3 separate regions of the Mus musculus genome follow, and regions 1 and 2 are each linked to region 3. The links are chromatin contacts, called in public Hi-C and HiChIP or PLAC-seq maps. All regions are on one chromosome and are shown on one strand. Each heading gives the region's core, a stretch centred on a gene start, on an enhancer-like site or on the middle of the called end of the contact. The rest is flanking DNA. Distances are from core to core; before and after follow the strand shown.

What was found. Hi-C and Micro-C count contacts between places; a contact is called where the count stands out from the background. HiChIP or PLAC-seq counts read pairs in DNA pulled down with a chosen protein or histone mark.
Region 1: an H3K4me3 HiChIP or PLAC-seq map of neural tube shows a contact between it and region 3, with 6 times the contacts expected there. The contact joins the enhancer-like site here to the promoter of Sh3bp4 in region 3. A contact is called at or near these places in 8 of 39 promoter capture datasets (the 3T3-L1 cell line, 3T3-L1-derived adipocytes, cranial neural crest and 3 more), 1 of 484 Hi-C or Micro-C datasets (ganglionic eminence), 23 of 115 datasets of contacts at active chromatin or transcription factors (the NIH/3T3 cell line, astrocytes, a beta-TC-6 cell line and 16 more) and 1 of 9 other capture datasets (pancreatic islet).
Region 2: a contact with region 3 is called in a Hi-C map of uterus. The contact joins the enhancer-like site here to the promoter of Sh3bp4 in region 3. A contact is called at or near these places in 8 of 39 promoter capture datasets (the 3T3-L1 cell line, the C10 cell line, embryonic stem cells and 3 more), 1 of 15 datasets of contacts at CTCF or cohesin (the NIH/3T3 cell line), 7 of 484 Hi-C or Micro-C datasets (the Patski cell line, adipose-derived mesenchymal stem cells, embryonic fibroblasts and 2 more) and 16 of 115 datasets of contacts at active chromatin or transcription factors (the NIH/3T3 cell line, bone marrow-derived dendritic cells, craniofacial prominence and 11 more).

Annotation. Positions count from the first base shown.
Region 1 is chr1:88,838,973-88,841,779 of GRCm38.p6, forward strand. No RefSeq gene overlaps it. Among named protein-coding and RNA genes, the nearest start is that of Platr5, 85 kb to the left of the region's middle. Within about 2 kb of position 1,314, at least 83 of the 459 cell types and tissues checked have an H3K27ac peak or open chromatin away from gene starts, as enhancers often do. A contact at or near this core is called in astrocytes, differentiating embryonic stem cells, embryonic basal ganglia and 9 more, where this site is marked.
Region 2 is chr1:88,865,845-88,868,644 of GRCm38.p6, forward strand. No RefSeq gene overlaps it. Among named protein-coding and RNA genes, the nearest start is that of Platr5, 110 kb to the left of the region's middle. Within about 2 kb of position 1,432, at least 5 of the 459 cell types and tissues checked have an H3K27ac peak or open chromatin away from gene starts, as enhancers often do. A contact at or near this core is called in uterus, where this site is marked.
Region 3 is chr1:89,069,092-89,071,799 of GRCm38.p6, forward strand. It overlaps Sh3bp4 (SH3-domain binding protein 4), which reads left to right and starts at 1,324. Exons shown (of 6, transcript NM_133816.3): 1 at 1,324-1,506.

The sequences.
Region 1 (2,807 bases), core at 64-2,563, 230 kb before region 3:
TCCCCGTTTCATCCCAGGGTCATGTGGCAGGCAATTCTTTTATGATTGTCTTTTCTCTGCACTGAATGGTGCCAGAGCGTCTCCCATCGATCTGACTGAGTTAGGAGAACAGCATGTATAGAGTTGGAACCAGCTTTAGGATAGATCAGTTTTCATCAGTCTCTCAGTCTCTCATAGGAGAAGGAGCACCGGCTCTCCATCAATCCTCAGAAGAGGGCAAAGAGATGTCCATTCCTATCCGGATAAAGTGTTGATATGTGTGCTCTTTAAGTGGACGGAGAGGAATTCTGCTTCCAGTCTCCAGAGTAACACTAACCAACCCTGGGCTTCGGCATCCTTCAGGAAGACTGGGTGAAGGATGGAGTCTTTGGAAAGAGCCCATTACTATATGTAGCTGTCATCATGTTCATGACCAGTCCTTAACTCTAAGCTAAGCTTGTACTTGGTTTGCACTAGGTTGAAACCCTGGAATAAAAAAAAAAAAAAAAAAAAAAAGCTTTGGGGGAAGGGAGTCTCAGGAGTAGCCAGAGATCATTAGTTTCCAAAGCTGTCTGTTGTGCTTTCTCCTTATGCCAAATCCTACACACCTGTGTCCTGCAGCAAAGCCAAGGCTGCTTAGGGAGCAGCAGGAGCAGGTGGGGGTGCCCCCAGGCTGTCCTGCACCTCCCTCCACGATGTTCTGAAAGGATTGTTTACTCCTGCAAGCAGAAGCAAGCTGCTAAATAAATTCAGTTGTCTCCTCTGAAACACCTGGGGCATTTGCTATGAATACAAACTACCGGGGCTGCACCTCCCCTGAGGCTCAGGGGGCCTGGGTGGGGCCCAGGACTCTGAATACTGAAAGCACCTTGGTGGATGGCAGCTGGGCAAAATCCGTCCAGCTCCAGGCACTGGCATCTTAAAGAAAAAAGAGGAACCTGAAGAAGACCTAACTCAGTTGCTTTGCTTTCTGAAGAAAAGACTTTGATTGAGAGAGGGGAGGGGTGGAAGGGAAGAGAGAGAGAAGGGAGTGGTTGAGAGGGAGTATGTGATCAGTAGGGTGGACCCCAGAGGAGACCATCTTTTTGGCAGAGAATCCACGGTCTGCACTGCTAAAGTAAGAAGCCAGGGGTGTGTTTCTATGAAAGGCTCGAAACAAATAAACTTACAATGAAGAAAAGCAGAGGCAGGATTTGTGTCATGGGTACAGAAAGAACCTCTGTGCAGGGAAGGCGGCTTTGAAAAAGCAAATGTTAGTGAAAGATGCTATACATTAGAGGAAGCTCCCGGGGCAAATCCAGCTGAGAGCACAAGGCCCCTTCTGTCCAGCCATCTGCAATCCCTGTCTGGATGCCCACACAGAGCAGGGAGTGTGAGGCCTAATGGCTTTGGGGCTCAAATGAAAAGGAAACAAAGCGATTCCGGAACAAAAGGACTGCAGTCTGAAAGCAGTCTTGGGAGAAAGGGCTCTGTTGAAGAGCATTCCTTCCAAATGGCACCAAATCGGGGCACACAGCTAACTCACTGTGGAGACTCTCCCTCGGACTCACTTCTCTAAGCTCCTGGATCAGGAGGGGCTTGGGTAGGCTCAGGAGACTCCCTGTGAGTTGCCAGGGGTACTAGAGGGAAAGTGAGGATACCCTTGGAGTTACAGCCTCTGATCCCCAGAGATCGCCCACAGGCCGGGCACCCTCCTCAGTCCCGCTGAACCAGAGTTATTAGGATCAGAGCCTGGGCCTAGAAGCCCTAAGAGGGCAGGCTTTACCTCTACGCCCATCACTGGTAGCCTGAAAAGGTGACAGGAGACAAGCGCTTCCTCCCACCAGTACTAAGCTCCCAGCCTTCTTTTTTTTTATTTTTTTATTTTTATTTATTTATTTATTTATTTATCAGTGAGGGATTCCTGGGAAATTTTGATTTGAGAGATTCCATTGTCTCAAGAGTCTGGTAGCCAAAGGGAGGAGTATGTATGTCCTCCTAGAATATCTTTCCTCTTGCCAGGGACGTTGCAGGAGGATCCAGAGCAGAGCAGAGGTCTTGAATCATCTGCCTGTGGCGTTTGACGGAGATTCCTGGCAGAAAGTGGAGCTCTCTAAAGGCTAATACGTAATCATTATTCCTGAGACTCTGGACCTTCCCAGAGCCTTTCTACTGATTGCCTTTTGAAGAGTTGTTGATAGACAGAAGAAGCAGGGTCTCTCTGGACTCTTCCCCCACAGTCCAAGTCATTGGTAGATCATCAAACAGGGTCCGAGCTCTCCAACCATGTGGGAAATACTGAAAGCACCTTGGTGGATGGCAGTGTACTTAGCTCTGGATTTCTAATTATATATCCCACCATGTAACAACAGTACCGAGTCCAGGAGATTTGCCCACAGGTAATGACACAGCTGAGATAAGAGCTCAGGCACCCTGACTCACATGGCCCAGGATTCCTGCTACATCAGCAAATTTCTGAATTACGGGATTTTTTTTCCCCCTTGAGTAGTCAAATGACATTTAATCTTTTCCCGTGCTTGATGAGATGGGTTGAATGAGAAATGTTTCTTGTAGGCTTTTTGTATTTGAGTATTTGGTCCCCATTTGGTGGTGGTGTTTCGGCGGGGGGGGGGGGGGGGGGGGGAAGGGTGGCATGTATCATGGAACCTTTAGAAAGGCAGAGCCTTGCTGGAGAAGGTACATCACTAGGGGCGGGTTCTGGGCATTTATAGCCCCCACCCATCTCCAGTTCATTCTCTCAGCTTCATGTGTCTGATAGAAGATGTGATCTTACAGCTTCACGCTCCAGCTGCCTATTATTGTCACCCCTCACCCTAAGCCCCCACCCC
Region 2 (2,800 bases), core at 182-2,681, 200 kb before region 3:
GCACCAGGCTCTCTCTGTTCTGTTTTTGCAGACGCTATGCAAGATCCTTCCAGAATAGTCTCCTGCCTTCGCCACTGCACAGCCTAACCAGCCTCAGACTGGGGGGTGGAAGAGTAACTGAGCAGCCTGTTGGAACAATGATGGAGGACGATGGGACAGGGGAGAGCTCTGTCAACCAAGCACTTGCCAGGCAACCTTGAAGACCTGAGTGTGATTCTCAGAAACGATGCAAGAAAGCCTGCTGTGGTGGCAGATGCTTGGAGGACAGAGGACAGAGGACAGAGGACAGAGGACAGAGGACAGAGGACAGAGGAGGATCCCTGGATCTTGCAGGCAGCTCACCTGACCTACCTGGTAAGATCCAGGTTGGTGAGAGATCCTTGTCTCAGAATAGTTGAGCGGCCTAAAGAATGACACCTGAGGTCACATGCAACACGTGTGTGTGCGTGTACACACCTAAACACACACACTCTGATGCTGGCTTTACTGCCCTCTGTTTGAGATAGCTAAGGAGGTCTGCTAAGTAGAGCATTGCCTGTCAGTTCATAAAATATCACAGATGGCTAGAGGATTGTCTTAGGTAAGCCTGTCCCTAAATTAAATTCTATCCAATAAACATAGTTCAAAGAAAGAAAGAAAGAAAGAAAGAAAGAAAGAAAGAAAGAAAGAAAGAAAGAAAGAAAGAAAGAAAGAAAGAAAGAAAGAAAGAAAGAAAAAAAGAAAGAAAGAAGAAAGGAATTTATGTTTTGTCTCTCTTTCCTAAAGTTGTTTTTTATTCCTGTTGTTATTGCTACATTTCAGGCCTGGGACAGGGGGCTGAGGTGCATATTTTACACACCAAAGCAGACCAGGCCTCCAGGGTTTTCCAGCACCCCTCAATCCCATACCCTGCCCCCATCCCTGAACACTCCAGCCCAGGGGCGGTGGGGCCCGTCCCCAAAAGGCTCATCCCAATATAATCCAGACATTTTGTGCTCTCCTTGTTTCTCTTCTCTTCTCTCTCCTCTTTCTCACCCTGCCTGGGCTTTCTCTCTTGCCCTTCCCCTCTTTTTCCCCTCCCTATGGCAATAGACCTGCATGTACATATTTTAATCTGGCTTGAATTGGTTCATTTCACTGGCAGAGAAAAACCTACCAGCTATTATTTTGTGTTCATTCTTTGCTGATTTCATACATGTTAACAGTTCATTCTGGGTACCACCCCACTGCCATGCTCCTACCCACCTCCCTCCTCCCTACCTGTCACTTTCCTACATTCAAGACTTTGAGGTTTATTGTGCTTTACCATTTGCTTTATCAGAGCCATGTGTGCAGCTGTTGGGTTGGGACTGACTCTGGAGCCTGATGGCATCACCAGTAAGAACACAACTGAAGGCAGTAAATCTTTTGAGTTTATTCCTAGGAAATAGTTCAGCAGTGAAAAATAGGGCCTAGGCCCCTCCTCCACTCCCTGAACTGTCCATGGGCCAATGCAGACCCAGAACAGGCTTCCATAGCTGTCTATGGTTTCCATGGCTGTATCTTGCCCAGGAGATGTCGTTTCTCAGCTGTCTGGCCATCTTCTGGCTCCGACGGTCTCCTCCCACAGTATAACATCTGTGTCTCCACAGTTTTGATGGGAGCTGTAGGCTCTGCCTCCATAAATATGATTTAATAGAACTTTGATCCATCTTCAAAAAAAAAAAACTGAGCTGCATTTTGAGAGAACAGCCTGCTAGAAATCCAACTTCCGAGGGAGAAAATGGCTTCCTGCTTAGCCTCAAATGGCTTTGGCCGTGATTAGGTTTCAGTGTGAAAAATAAATGGGGCAGCCTGTTCAAGGCAAGAAGATGAGGAGAATGGAGAAGCACCAGGACCTAGGCAATTATAAGCAAGTCATCATATACCCTGAGCCCCGTGTCCCCACACAGAACCAGAGGAGTAAAGAGTAGGCAGCCTCCTCAAACCAACTCACCCAGGTCCCCAAATCCACAGGTCTCAGCACAGGGGGGACCTGAGGGTAAGCAGAGCAGTGCCTGGCTCAGAGTCACGCCTGTTCTGCATCCCATCCATACGTCATCCAGGCTCTGTCAGGACACTGTGCCTGGTGAACTAACACTGTTCTCGACATGGCTTTCCCTGCCATCTTCTTTGCATCTGAGTCTTTCAAGTCTGACTATCACAACAGTAACTAATAAAACAACACCAAAGATTGTTTATTCTTGATGTGCAAATCCTCTGGGCAAAGGGCTGGGACGGTCTGTTGTGGTGTGAATTTGGGATGTCCTTCATGGGCTCAAATATTTGAACTTGATCTCCAGCTGGGGACAGTGTTTGAGGAGGTTTGGGGAAGCATTTAGGAGGTGGGGCCTCACTGGAGGCAGGCCTCAGACCTTTCTATCCATCCCTACTTCCTCTTCACTCTCTGCTTTCGGAGCACATATATGGCGTGATCAGCCAGCTGCCTCTTCCTGCCACCACCTGCATTCCCTACTTGCTGCCATGTTGTCCTTCCAAGATGGACTGTGTCACTCAGGAACCATGAGTCAAAATGACCCCTCCCTGTTGAAGTTACCCTTGTCAGAGTATTTTGTCATAGAAATGAGAAAGGAGCTATGGCATAGTTGTACCCACTGGTGTGACCCACACTTACCTCTGTGTGCCTCACACAGAGAAGCCATGTGCTGCACAAACATTGTGCACACACAAATGCTTCTGCTTCTGCACACATATGGGGGAGTCGTTCAGGGGCCTATAGCTGGACAGCAGCACACAGCCCGTTCCTCCTGTCATCGTGGGCTCTATTGATAAGACATAATGG
Region 3 (2,708 bases), core at 74-2,573:
CTTTTAAGGTCGACAGCTACACTTAAGGAGTAATTGTACTCGTTTCCATGTTCTAAGAGAATATGAAATTCTACCCTCTTAGCCTTAGGTTGACCAGTATGTCTACCTGACTCCACTAGGACTACATCTAGAGCGGGGTGGGGGTGGGGGTGGGGGAAGGCGGGCAGCCCGAGTGCAAGGGTGGAGTGGAAGGGGAGCATAAAGAACACGGGAGATAGAAAACTGGCTAGTATTCCGACTCTGAAGCCCTCTCCCATGTGATCTTGCCGAATATGATAATCTGTGTTAACGTCTGAAGTCACTTAGAAAATATAAATGGTATCTGTCGCCAGCGATGATAGTGAAGATGGACTCAGTGGGCTGCTGGATTTGGATCTGTGGCAACATTGAAGACATGATTGCCACTGGTTCCAAGTGGAAGCCTTCATTCCCTGGCCTCACCACCACAGCAGTCAAAGGCTGGTTCGACCTCACTGAGGCAATCAACCCCTACAGGCCTCTGTCTACTCCCGTGAGAGATGACTCATGAGCTTGGGCTTTTGCTCCGCTGCCTCGCAGTGTGTTCATTCACTGAGCTCGCATCGAGCGTCTACTTCTGTATGTGAGTCTGGGCAGAGGAAGTGTAACTATGCTGACATGTATTCAGTTGCAATCTGCCTCGCAGGCAGCTCTCCTCCACTTGTAGTTGTTCCCTAAGCTGAGTTTTGTTTGTTTTTTCTCGGTTTTACTGCTTAACCACTCCCGGGGGATCAGAGGCTTCCCCAAAACAGAGCACCGGAGGTCTCCATCATCTTTGCTCATTTCTGGGTCCAGGGGTAAAGATCCCGAGGCCCTAACCCCACTCTCTTAACTGGCGCTGTTAAGGAAGGAGACAAGGAGTGTTGGCGGGAATCGCGCCGGAGCACTGGAGGCGCCAGTAAGCCAAGCCGCTTCTTTAAGTAAATCAGCGGCTCAGTCGGCCCCGCCCCTCCGGGACATCCCGCCCCCTTCATCCAGGCCCCGCCTTTACTAAGAACTGCCCTCCCCCAGCTCGAGGCACAGCCCCTACTTGCTCCAACCTCATATTGACCACGCTCATTTGAGCACACCCCGCCCACTTTTGCCCCAGTATCGTCTAGGCCCCGCCTCTCCGACAAAGACTCCGCCTTGAGAGTGCGATTCCGCCCCCGGTCCCTACGCCCCAGCCTGAGCTTGACCCGCCTCTTCCTCGCTCCGCCCCCAGCTTTGGCCCCGCCCCTCCCGCGGTCTCTGCTTGCGCTCCGCCCTCCTGGAGCCCGCTGTTTGCGCCCCGGCCCCGCCCGCGCTCGCGCCCCGCCCCGGCCCAGACCACCTCTGCGCCCGCTGGCGGGGGCCGAGCGCTCTGGGCTGTCGCGGCGTCTGGGCACCTCACCACCTCTGCTGCCTCGATCGCTGAGGCCGCGGTACCGGGAGTCGCGCGCGCCCCCGGCCGGGTGAGCCCCACAGGACAAGAGAACCGCAGGACCCGTGGGGCGCCATGCGAGCCAGGTAGGAGCCTAGGGTCGGACGGCGCACCCTATCCCCGCGCGCGCTGTGGCTTTGGGCAGCATCCCGGGCTCTGGGGCGCGGCTAGCCTGGAGCAGCTCCGAGCCCCTTGAGCTCCCGGTTCCCTGCCCTCTGTGGTCACAGCCCGACCTGGGCTGCGGATCGTGGTCGCTAGGGCCCGGGGCGCGGGGAGGGCGGAGGGGGTCGCGGCGCCACCCGCGCGGTTCTGAGAAGGAGCGAAGAGAGCGCGGCTTTGGGTTAAACTTGGTGACAATGCACATTTCAACTTCTTCGGAGAGCCCTCCTGGAGGATGAAATTGAAAACTCCAGTTTCTGTCTTGGTGATCGAGTGACCGCGCAGCCCCGAGGTGACAGCGCTGGGGTGTGCGGGTGGGAGCGGTTAGGATAGAGGAGCGTTGTTCTGCAAGTGCTGTTTACCGTGAAGCCGCCCTGCGCCGCCCAGTGTGTCTTGTTAGAGGGTTTGGGGGCCAGGAGGCTCCCAGCTGGGATCTGGCGTTGTAGTATGCAGGTTTGGGGGGCTTAGCGGTGCGGACTGTGGGGCTGGCTGGCGCTGGCCCTTCCCGGGTGTGGGGCGCCTGCAGATGCCGCGCGGGAGGAGTGGCGGAGAGCTGGCTGGCCGCTCTGCGTGCGCAGAAGGTTGTGGAGCCTCGTGGAGCTATGAGATTTGAAAGGGAATACCATGCTGGGCTTTATTCGTGTTTATTCTTCCCTTGTTAGTGCATCAGATTGGTGTTCTGTGATTTAGCAGCAGAAATAAAGTTCGTATAACTTTTGCTCTGATTATAAAAGCAATGAGTGTCCAGAGCGGAAATAAACACGAGATCTACGCCGATCCCACATTCGTTGGGGGTGGGGGGTGGGGATGTCGCAGCCTTGTAGATTTAATCATTGAATTATACCTGGCGCCTTCTTGCCTAACCTCAAGAAAACCCTTGCTTGAAACCCTTGATTGTCTCGTGCCCAAAGTTTGGAATTTTTGACCTGCCTTACCACAAAGGCTGTTTCTGATAGTTATGAGTACCCTTTTGATGTACTGGGGTTTCCCATGAGATGGTGGGTACAGATGGAGAGAATGGTGGTGGGAGGGCCGAAACCTCAGCCCAGTCCGTGGTTTTGGTACCGAGCCTTGTAAAAATGACAGTAATGATTCTCAATCTGCTTCCTGGGCCAACCATAAAAATTAA